Regions from separate parts of the Mus musculus genome. Here region 2 is linked to region 1. The links are chromatin contacts, called in public Hi-C maps. All regions are on one chromosome and are shown on one strand. Each heading gives the region's core, a stretch centred on a gene start, on an enhancer-like site or on the middle of the called end of the contact. The rest is flanking DNA. Distances are from core to core; before and after follow the strand shown.

Region 1 (5,458 bases), core at 2,910-5,409:
AGGTTCACTAAAAAAGCAGCATTCCTCTAGATGAGTGGCTTCACGAGCAGAGTGGGAGCTGACCTTTCACCCCCTACTTGTCTCTTTAATTCCATGACCTTGTGCAGTGCACAGTTTGTAGATGTATGTGTTTGCCCTGCTGTGTGTATGTGTGTGTTTGTGTATGTTTGTGTAGGTGTACATGCATGTGCATGTATGTATGTGTGCATTCATGCAGCTGCCAGAGGTTGACCTCTGGTGTTGTTCCTCAGGTGTTGTCTACCTTGCTGATTTTCAGACAGGGTCTCTCATGGGCTTGGGGCTTCCTGAGTAAGCCAGCCTGCCTAACCATTGAGTTTCAGGAATCTTCCTGTCTCCATCTGGCTTTTAAAATGTGGGTTCTGAAGGTCTGAGTTCAAGGCCTGTGTGGCAAGTACATTGGTCTTGGCACCCTTCATAAAGGGACCCCTCATCTATACTAGAGCAGGGACTACAGGGGCAATAAGTGACCACTGGTCGTGTTGGAGAGGTGGGGAGGGCAGCTGCAGTTTGTCTTCTGCATAAACTTGGACAAGAGGCTTTAAGAAATACTGAGGGACTATGAAGAAAAGACAGAATTAGTTCCGGGCTGGAAAACCCACCAGCTGTTGCATACAGTCCCCTTATCCCTCATCTATGGACCTGGCTTCCCTGTTATCTCTCCTCTGATGCCTTTGTTTCAGAACTCTCCAATACCAGGATGCCTATTCCTTGCCTGTAAAAACCATCACAAGACACCTGGAATTCTCAAGGAGCATCAGATGCGGGCCTTCGTCCATTATGAGCTAACTGGGCATCAATTTTATCAAGGGTTCCTCTCTTTAATCAAGAAGAAATTACCCACCGGCAAAGTACCATGGCTTTCTTGTATAACTGACTCGTTTGAAAAAAAATTTTTTTCAGTTCAACTTTTAAGTGAAGGAAAAAAAAGGCTAATTGTACAGTGTTCCCTGAAAAGGGTGGTTTTTTCACAGCCCTTTCCCTCAGTCTGCAGAAGTGGCCAAGTCAGGTGTTCCATGCACATTACAGCTGAGGACCGGTAGACACTGGCAAGCAGTCTCACCTCTCAGCATGCCTTTCCACAGCTCATCTGTGAAAATCCAAGTATTTGGAATTAGGATAGAAGCCCAGGGTGCAGGCACGCTTGTTACCAGGCTTTGGTGTGGTCTGCTGGCTCAGGCAGTGTCAGCAGCTGCCCTTCCCCCCCCCCCCCCTCTCTCATTGCCACTGCCTTTCTTTCACTGTCTCTCTCTCAAGTCTGAGCACAAAAGGATTTTTTTTTTCAGGTGCAATTTTTCACGTGTTTAAAGCTTTTATCTCTCACTTGATGCTTACAACAACAGCGGTCTAATTCTCATGCCAGGAGCAGTTCCCAGAGGATCAGTGCAAGCCTTGTCTAACCTTTCTGGTTCCTCTCCTGGAAGATAGAGCTAATGTCCCCCCTGCTCACAGGAACACACAAATTAGTCATTGTTCTGCAGTGAGCTAATCTCAAACCCGAACTAGCACAAGGCAATTTCACCCATGGCCCCCAAATTACATCTGATAGCGTAGGTGTCGAAATGCCCATTGTCACAGCCTCCATCACAAGGTTCCAAACCAATACTTACAAGGTCACCACTTAATTCATAAATCCAAGATGCTGTCACAGCCCTGCAGTGACAGAGCCCAGGGCCACTTGAAAAACATCTCCCATCCTGGCGCCTCCCAGGATGGTCAGGCGATTACAATGCTAATGAGAGGGTCACATGGAGCGAGGCTTCATCCCTTTCATCCCAAGCTGTCATTAATGTCTTCTGATGTGATTTTATTTGAAAGAGGAGTCGAAAGGCCTTCCCAGACAGAGTCAAGTCTCCTTAAAAGAAAAATGTACAGGAAATCTATGTGATACAACTGAAGGTTGCTGGGTAGCAATTATGGAGGGGGTCTCTATGGAGATGGCTCAGGAAGGGCTATTAACAGAAATCACTTTCTTTTACAATCTTTCAAGTTGCAACTGGGATTCGATCAGAAATACACCCAGTCCCAACATGTACCTAAACTTCAATTCTCTGTCACTAGGGAGAACCGTCACTGTTTATATGACCCAAGTCAATTTCCCCCGTGGGTGTTTGTTTTTTCCAGAGTTTGCCAAGTTGCTCGGCTGTCCTTGAGTTGTAAGGCAGACTGAGTCCTGATATTCTCTGAGACAGGGTCTCTCCACTCAGTGCTACTTCCTGGTGCTTGAGACTTGGTCATGCAATATGGCAGGGCCTCCTGGACACCGGCGGGTACCCAGCAGACCTGCTGGCCTCCAGCCTCAGATGCAAGGAGCAGTCTCCTGCCGCAGCAGCAGCAGCACGACATACAGTGAGTGGGAAGGTAAAATGAGATGCAGGGGTCTTCCGGAGAGGTCGTATTGCTGGTGGAGGACCGTGGGTGCAATTTTGTCTTCATTTGCATGTGTCATCATGGCCCCCTCCCAGGTATCCCTTGGAGTGCCCTTCAAAAAACAACAGAGGGCACAGCCTGTGAGTGTGCTAGTGTCGTTGCCAGCCTGTGCCCTATGATGTGAGCAGGCAAGCAGGCAGGCAGACGTGGACTTGAGCAGTTCAGCTCATTGTGGGGTATGGGGTAAGACACATGAGAACACTGACCTTGCAGCATGATGAGACTGCTAGAGACTTGGTATTGACTCCTTTGGACTCAGTAGGCTTTATAATCTGTGCTCACTGGAATTCCAAACCATGTCAAGTATTGGAGGCCCCCTGTGTTATTTGTATGAGAAACAGGGTCCCACATGGAACCCCCCCCCCCTTTTTTTAAAGACAGGTTGTCAAATAGCCCAGGTTGGCCTCTAAATCACTGTGTGGAGAAGACGACCTTGAACTTCTGATCCTCCTGTCTCCACCTTCTGAGGTTATAGATGTGGGCTACCAGGCCTGCTTCATGCACTGCTGGGGTCTTACGATGCTAGGAAAGCACTAAGCTACACCCTCGAGTCCGGAAGGGCATCTGGAGGATGCCTACTTAAGCTTGTCCCATGCCCCTCCTTAGCTTGTGGGATCCCCTAACACATCAAACAAATTAAAACGAGGCCGCACTTTAAGGAAAATTTGTTTTCAGTAAAGATATTTAAGAGAACTTTAATGATTTCTCTTTTTAAATGATCTGGCTGTGGGTAATTTATGATAGTCTCAATTACCTGTGATTTACCCCACAACCAATAGGCATCTTCAGATTCCCCGTGCCTGTTTTCTCAAATGTAATGAAACTTTATGATTCCTCTATCAGGAAGGAAGGCTGCGTGCCAAGGAGACGGCTCTGCTGCTCTTGGCAGGCGTTTAATGAAGCATGTGTTAATTTTGATTTTGCAGCTTTCTTGTCGAATAGCAGAGCCGATCACTTCACTTCACGTTGAACACAATTGCATGGACGCCAGAAAAACACACGCCCGAGACCCTGAAGGGGAGCCTTTCTTTACCACCAGGTCCTGGGGGGTGGGGGTGGGGGCATTCCAGAAGCTGCAGGGCCATCTCAGTGCTGCAGGGAGGGCTGGCTGTCAGTTGGAACAGCATCTAGTTTCCTCTTTCTTAGTTTTTATAGCGGTAAAAATTAAGTCTCAACATCTGGAGCCCCACATGTGTGATGTGCAAACACCCAGCTCCAGTGCGCACGGCCTTCATTCCTTATTTCTTGATTAATTTATTGGGCATCGCCACTTTGCTTCTCTGTTACAGCAAAGAAGCTTAATTGCTTGGAGGAGAAAGGGTGGGGGTCAGGGGGGGGAACAATGAGAAATTAAGCATAATTGGGTGACATTTCCTGACAGATTCTAACACAGGGCCCCAAATGAGAGTCCCACTCCCTTATGCCTAGCACAGGTCTCTTTTCTTCACAACCTGAGGCCACTGGCCTCCCAGACTTGTATGGTAATATCTGGAGACATAAAAGGGAAGAGGCAATTAAAGATGGACACGTGCAGCTTCAGGGCTGACGTTATCGATGGCTTTGTGATCAATAGCGCTATTTTTATTTGGATTGCTGGGTGAGAATGAGCCATGGCCACAAAATTTAGAGAGCCCTACAGAGGCTCTGTAAACGTGCCGTAACTCGGTGTCAGGCCGGAATCACGGCTGATTTAAAGGCTGGGGGCGTCGGAGCGAGGAGGGGTTTCCATCACTGTATGCCCAGGAGAGGAGCTGCATCTGCCGGCTTCCAGGCCCCAGGTGGAGCAGAGCTGCTGTTTATAACAGAATTTGGCCGTGGGTGAATTTTAATCTTGGGAGCCACTGATTGCTTTAGGGCTGAGCTGGGAGAGTCGGGCCTAGCTGGCCTTTGTTCCCAGAGCACTACCAAGGACTGCAACAGCCCCTGCACCCTGGGTTTTGCTACTTCTGTTGTTTCCTGTTATTTATCTTGAGTGGATACAATGTATTTTGGTCATGTTCACCCCTTGCCCTGTCTTATCCATTCCCTGTGCTCTCTGTACACTTCCGGTTTCTTCGCAACGCCCCCAACCCCACTTCCGTGTCTACTTTTCTCCCCTTTCTGTGTCCTGCTGAGTTGAATCAGGATGTCTGCATGAGCGTAGCAAAGGGGATTACTGGGGTATGGACAATTTACCAGTCGCTATCTTGCTGAAGAAAAATGGCCTCTCCTCCACCAGCAGCCATCAGTTGCCCCATAGTTCCTTGACTAGGAGTGCTCCACACGTGTCCCCCCTCCAACACTAATGTCCTAATGTTCTCGTGGGAGAGGTCTGAAAGGGAAGACACAATAGCTAGGAGCTCTGGATAGCTGTCCTCTCTAGGGAAGCCGCCTTCTATTAATGTCATATTTCCTGGGCGCTAATGACAGAAAGAGGCACAGTGTATGTGAGCTAGACCCCCCCCCCCCTCCAGCTTCTACACTCTGCTCTTGACTCTGGCTTTTGCGTTAGCTCTGGTCAGCCAATACATTCATTGCTTCCTATACACCGAAAGTAAAGTCTATATGGAGAGGAACTGCCAGCGTATAAACACCAGGTCCCAGACTTATGGTTAATAAATAATACATAACTGGAAGACTGATATCTACTTAACCAACGTTTCATATAGACTGCCTTGTGGGATACTATTTCAGATACACTGGGTTTCATTAAATATATGAGTAAAATTACTTTTCTGTTTTTACTTTATGGTTTTTGCCTTTGCTATTTTAAAAAGGTGTTAAAAATTTAAAATACAATATGTGTAGGGTTTTTTTTTTTTCATTTTTGTTATAAGGCACAGGTCTACAGGAATAAAGGAGGAACAGGGATGTAAGACAAAGTGTTTCAGGTCAACCAGCATGCTAGTGGCAGGTCCTTTTGGGCGCTAACAACATGACCACCCAAAATGGGCATCTCTGTGTGGATCCTGTCTCGTATTGGTGCTATATCAGCAGACTCTGGCCGAATTCTTAATCCAGCTCTGTGTCC
Region 2 (4,983 bases), core at 1,743-4,242, 160 kb after region 1:
AGTGAAACGCTTCAATCCAAAATGACTTTTTTTTTGTCCTTTTTTTTTTTTTTTTTTTAAAAAAAAAGCTAATTTACTGTTACTGGAAACTTTTTGTACAATAAAGCAATCTCACAGATTGAAGAGCATCCAGCATTCCTAGTATTAATTTTAACAATGGGGGTCATATTTTCTTCAAATGTGTTTGTGTTAGCAGAGGGCCTGACCATGTCTGGGATCTTTGGGGCCGTTGCTATTTATTTTGTGCCTGAGGCCTCTGCCTCAGAGTCTGAAAGTCGATTTGTCTATCTAATGGAGGCCTGCAAAGGGACCAATCAATTTGCTATCCAATATACAAAGAGAGAAACCACATAAAAGACAGATAATTATTTTTCGTTATGGAAACGTGCTTTACTCGAGCACTAGCGCCTGTTTGGTAATCTTCAGATCATGTCCAAAGTGGTTTGCAGTGTGCAGGCTCCGGGACCTGCCACTGGGAGGGAAATGTCGTCCTCCGGTGTGGTGTGACAGAGTCTAGGGACAGTATTTGCTAGGAGGCCAGAGCAGAGTACCGATGTTTATATACATGCATACCTGGGAGAGAGGAGAGGTGATGGGGAATTGATGCAGGACCCAAGCGTGGGTGGCTGTCATAGCAGATGGGTCATCAGTCGTGAGAGCTCTCCAAAGAGCTTGCTGAACCACTGACTAGTCTCTTGCTTCCTGTACTCTGTTGTCCTTATACAATGTATGATTCCCTTCCTTCTCATCAGTCAGTCACTTTCAGAGAACAACCCATTTTCCTAAGGCTTGAATGTTGAGTCCAGTGGTAACCACCTATATCCTGATGTGGCTTAAGGTGGGAAGGCCTGTGAATAGGGGAGGAGGGTGGGTCATTTTAGACAGGTCTATGTAGCTCAGGTTGCCCTTGAACTTGCGACCCCACCTTTACCTTCCAACTGCTGAGATTGTAGGCAGACAGGTGCTACCTTGCAGGGCAGTGGGTGGCTAAACAGTGGAGTCATCTTTGCAGTGGAGCCTTTGGTGACCTGAGTCTCTAATGGTCACACAGGAGTGTAGACTCACAGTTGGGCATTGTCATTAAGCAGAGTGCTTTGAGAATTGGGTACTGGGTCAGAGTTGGTGACCAGCTGAGGTATTTGATTCTCATTCTCATCCTGAGAATCAGACAATAGGCTGAGTGTGAGACTCTGCTAATTGTGAACGTGATCTATGCAGTTAGAGCCACCTTCCTCCTCTGCCCTGTGAGGTCATAACTACCTACCCGAACATGCATGTGAACGACAGCAGAGCAGAGCAGGCCGACTATGCGCCAGGGCACTTGATCATCGGGGTCCCTTCTATGTCAGCCATATGGGGACCATGTGAAGACACCTTTTCATGGTGGCCTGGGGTCAGGCAGGTAAAGGAAGGCCAGCAGCATCCGGGACTAGTTACATGGTAGGATTTTATCTCTTCTAAGGAAGCAGCTCTGATCCATCTGATGAGTGTTTGGGGGCTTAGTTATGCTCAGTGCCTCTAAGTAAGGGTCTCAGTTGTGTTTTCCTGTGTTTATTGGCCCTTTGAAACCTCTGAGTTTTCTTTGAATTCTCTTGACCACCCACACAGCACCTTTAACCTTGTGTCTGATGTTTCTGTTTAGTTGTTTTGAAACTGAAGGAAAGCAGCCCCTTGCAAGTTGATGACTGTCAGAACAAGCTAATGGGGGCACCGGTGGACATGTAGACAGCTCATGTAGAAGTGTTTCCTATCGGGCTCAGAATCACCATCCTCAGACAGACTAAACCCATCTATGCTAGGTTTTCTTACTACATCAAGGGACATTCCACAGAGCCAAATGGCAGAGACTTGTGCACAATTATCTGGTCAATTGAGGCAAAAGAAAATAATCATTTGTCCAATCGTGCAAATGAGCTCCCTGGACTATCCTGAATGCTGAGATAATTGTGTGGTCCTCCATTTTCATTCCATAATCTGGCAAAAATGGGCTATTTAAACAAGGCTCCATTTGACAATGCACATTCCAATCAGGCTTCGTTAAAACAGACCTCTGGGGTTTGCATTTTCTGTTTGTCAACTATAATTCTATAATTGCTTTAGGCTAATCATCCAAATTCCACCATTAGTAATCACTATCTCTCATTTACAGATGTGATAGAGGCCAAGGGCCCTGGTTTATGTCATTTGGTCTCATTTTCCCAGGAAGTGCTGAGGGAACCAAATGCCTGTTCTCTGGCTTGGCATTCTGACCCAGGGTATCACAGTAGAGCTTTGTTTTATTCACTGTGGGGAGGAAAAGCCCCTCCCACACTGAGCCGCCCCTTCTCCAGATGGGGAAACCGAGACCCGTGCCCAGGTGTAGCACAGGATCGAAGACCTCATCTCTAGACCAGCACTTCTCTCTGCTTATTCCATTTTAATTGTTCATTTCTTTCCATAAAATTAAATGACCTTCTTCAAGAAAGATTTAATGGTCAAGATGTGATTTGGTAAAAAGCTTCCTCAAGGGTGTTTTTTCTTATTACAAAGATGAGACCAGGCTGCAGCTCCGAGAGATTTGCAGACAGTGGTGAACCATTACCCCAGTTCAGTTTTTTGTGTAATTGGTGTGAAGAGATTGCTGCTGATGAATCAGCCTGCCGCTGAACAGAAAAATAATGAGTGTGTGGTGACGCGACCGGGTGTGCGCACATGTGAGCTCCAAGTTGTTTACCAAAGGTATATGCGTGCATAAAATGCTCGCCGAGATGGATAATGTCATTTTAAAGTTGTAAATAATAAAAAATAGTCTCGGGCAGACCTGATTTTACAATTGCCTGAGAGTGCGGCACTTCATTTCAACACTATGCGATGGCTAGAAATTGATTTTTTTTTTAAATCCAATTAAGCCTCAAGGTTGGTCATCCATTTAAAAGGTCGGGTGAGTTAAACAGTGACAGGGCCTTCGGTTCATGCTAATAATTAGATTTACACAGAACTCCAGCCCTCGTGTCTGCGTTATGGAGACATATGTTTTCTGTTTGCACAACTCTGAGCTGTCCAAGCCCCCAAGTCCTGGTGCAGACAAACCAGCCAAGCAGGGACCCAGGCTTTCTGAGACCCCAGCAGCACTGACTGACCCCACTATGCCTTCTGCTGGGATTCCCAGTCCACCTGGAGAGTATGGGTGCCAGCATCCAGCTGCCCTCTTTTCTGTAGCCCTGAGAGCCCTCCGGATGGCAAGTAGCCTCTCATGCGAAGACGCTGTACCATCTGGGTTCATGGGCTGCTGACTTTAAGGTAACAAATAAATCCTGGTTTAAAAACAGCACTGTACAGCTCGATGCTGAGCGTACCTGGCACAGGGAGAGGAAGGCTTCAAAATACCTTTCTAGGCTTCTCACGAGTAATGTCTTAAGGGTTACTATGTTATGAAGATGTTGGGGAAATCATGAGTCTGAGGAAGACGTTTCATTCTCTGCTTGGCTTAGGGTGTCATTCTCATTTTATAAATGGCTGAGACCTGGCATTTCACCCTGCACTGTAATATAAGTAAGGCATTTCAGTATGCTCCATCCATAACGAAACCAGCCTGAAATAAGAGACCTTCCAGAACTTTCCATCCATAACCATGAACCAGCCTGAAATAAGGGCCCTTCCAGAACTTTCCATTTACAACTATGAACCACTTTGAAATAAGGGCCCTTCCAGTATGTTGCATCCATAACTATAAACCAGCCTTGAATAAAGACCCTTCTAGAATGTTCCATCTATAACTATGAACCAGCCTGAAATAAAGACCCAGAATTTTCCATCCATAACTTTGAGTGAGCCTGGAAGAAAAAAAAAAAAAAAGATTCAGTGAGAAGAAAATATTGAATTTGCTTCTCGTTGCTCACCACTCCAGACAACAAAAGCCTAAGAATTTTAGATTAGCTTTTTGCCTCCCCCACCCTCCCCTCACACCACTCAGTTGCCCAAATCCTCAACAACAGATTTATGATTCTTTTTGAAAGGTCTGCGTTGGATAGCACAGATAGACGTGCAGTAAACACAAGGGTGTTTGTGAGGTGAATGTGACGTGGGCTGGAGTGAGTCATCTCAATACACTGGAGAGATCTGCTTCTAACAGGATCCTGCCAGCGAAGGTTTTTCCTCAGGAAAAGATTTGATCAGAATAAACATCCACCTCCATTTTGCTTTTCTGTAAGTCTACATGTTCACAGGTTGGGTTTGCTTAAGGGAATGTGGGACTGAACTAGCTGTTGCTCTCTTCCTTCCTGCATCCTCCCCAGTCCCAAGGCTCCAGGTCTTCAATATGCCCTCGAAAACTTTCATAACTACAAAAATAATTGTGCTGGTGTTCAGAGGTAAATAGGAATTTACTTCCCGAGACGTGAGGGTTATTGCTGCCTGAAGCTGGGAGGTTCATTCAAGGACTAGTTCAGACCTCCATCTTCTCCAGGAGTTCCCAAGACCCCGTGTCCAAAGGATCAGGTTCAGCTTGTTAATAAATGGTTCTGCTAGTACATTTTTGTTCACGAGTTCTCTCTTGTTCTGCTGATGGCAGAGATTGAAGACAGTCACAGAGATGAGATTGTATGGCATGCTTTTCAAGCAAGGCACAAACGATTGTGTGACACCTTTTGTGTAAGAGGCGTGGAGGTAGTAGCTGTATTTTTCTAAAAGAGGCAGGCAAGATAAACCAGAAACTAGTAGAAATGGCTGCCTGTGGGGTGAAGAGGGATTGTGAGGAGTGAATAGAAAGTGGGGACAGGAAGAACCCCCTTTTGAGCATCCCTCTTCACAGCTAGGGTTTTTTGAGATGGATAAATGTTTCACGTATTCAGAAAAGAAAATGGAACAAGAAGCAAGGGGAGGCCAGCCATCATCTGAACACAAGCAGGAACCTAAGCGGCTGCCACGGAGAAGCCACGCAGCCACGAAACCAGCTCCTCGCATGGCAGTGTGCGAACGCAAGCACAAAAAGAATAAAGAAAGGGC

What was found. Hi-C and Micro-C count contacts between places; a contact is called where the count stands out from the background.
Region 2: a contact with region 1 is called in a Hi-C map of the N1E-115 cell line, with 2.5 times the contacts expected there. The contact joins two enhancer-like sites. A contact is called at or near these places in 2 of 39 promoter capture datasets (neutrophils and second pharyngeal arch cranial neural crest), 1 of 484 Hi-C or Micro-C datasets (the N1E-115 cell line), 1 of 115 datasets of contacts at active chromatin or transcription factors (differentiating embryonic stem cells) and 1 of 9 other capture datasets (pancreatic islet).

Annotation. Positions count from the first base shown.
Region 1 is chr2:173,934,397-173,939,854 of GRCm38.p6, forward strand. No RefSeq gene overlaps it. Among named protein-coding and RNA genes, the nearest start is that of Gm30017, 63 kb to the left of the region's middle. Within about 2 kb of position 4,160, at least 14 of the 459 cell types and tissues checked have an H3K27ac peak or open chromatin away from gene starts, as enhancers often do. A contact at or near this core is called in the N1E-115 cell line, where this site is marked.
Region 2 is chr2:174,099,644-174,104,626 of GRCm38.p6, forward strand. Stx16 (syntaxin 16) reads left to right here. Exons shown (of 9, transcript NM_172675.4): 9 at 1-128. Among named protein-coding and RNA genes, the nearest start is that of Npepl1, 8.2 kb to the right of the region's middle. Within about 2 kb of position 2,993, at least 9 of the 459 cell types and tissues checked have an H3K27ac peak or open chromatin away from gene starts, as enhancers often do. A contact at or near this core is called in the N1E-115 cell line, where this site is marked.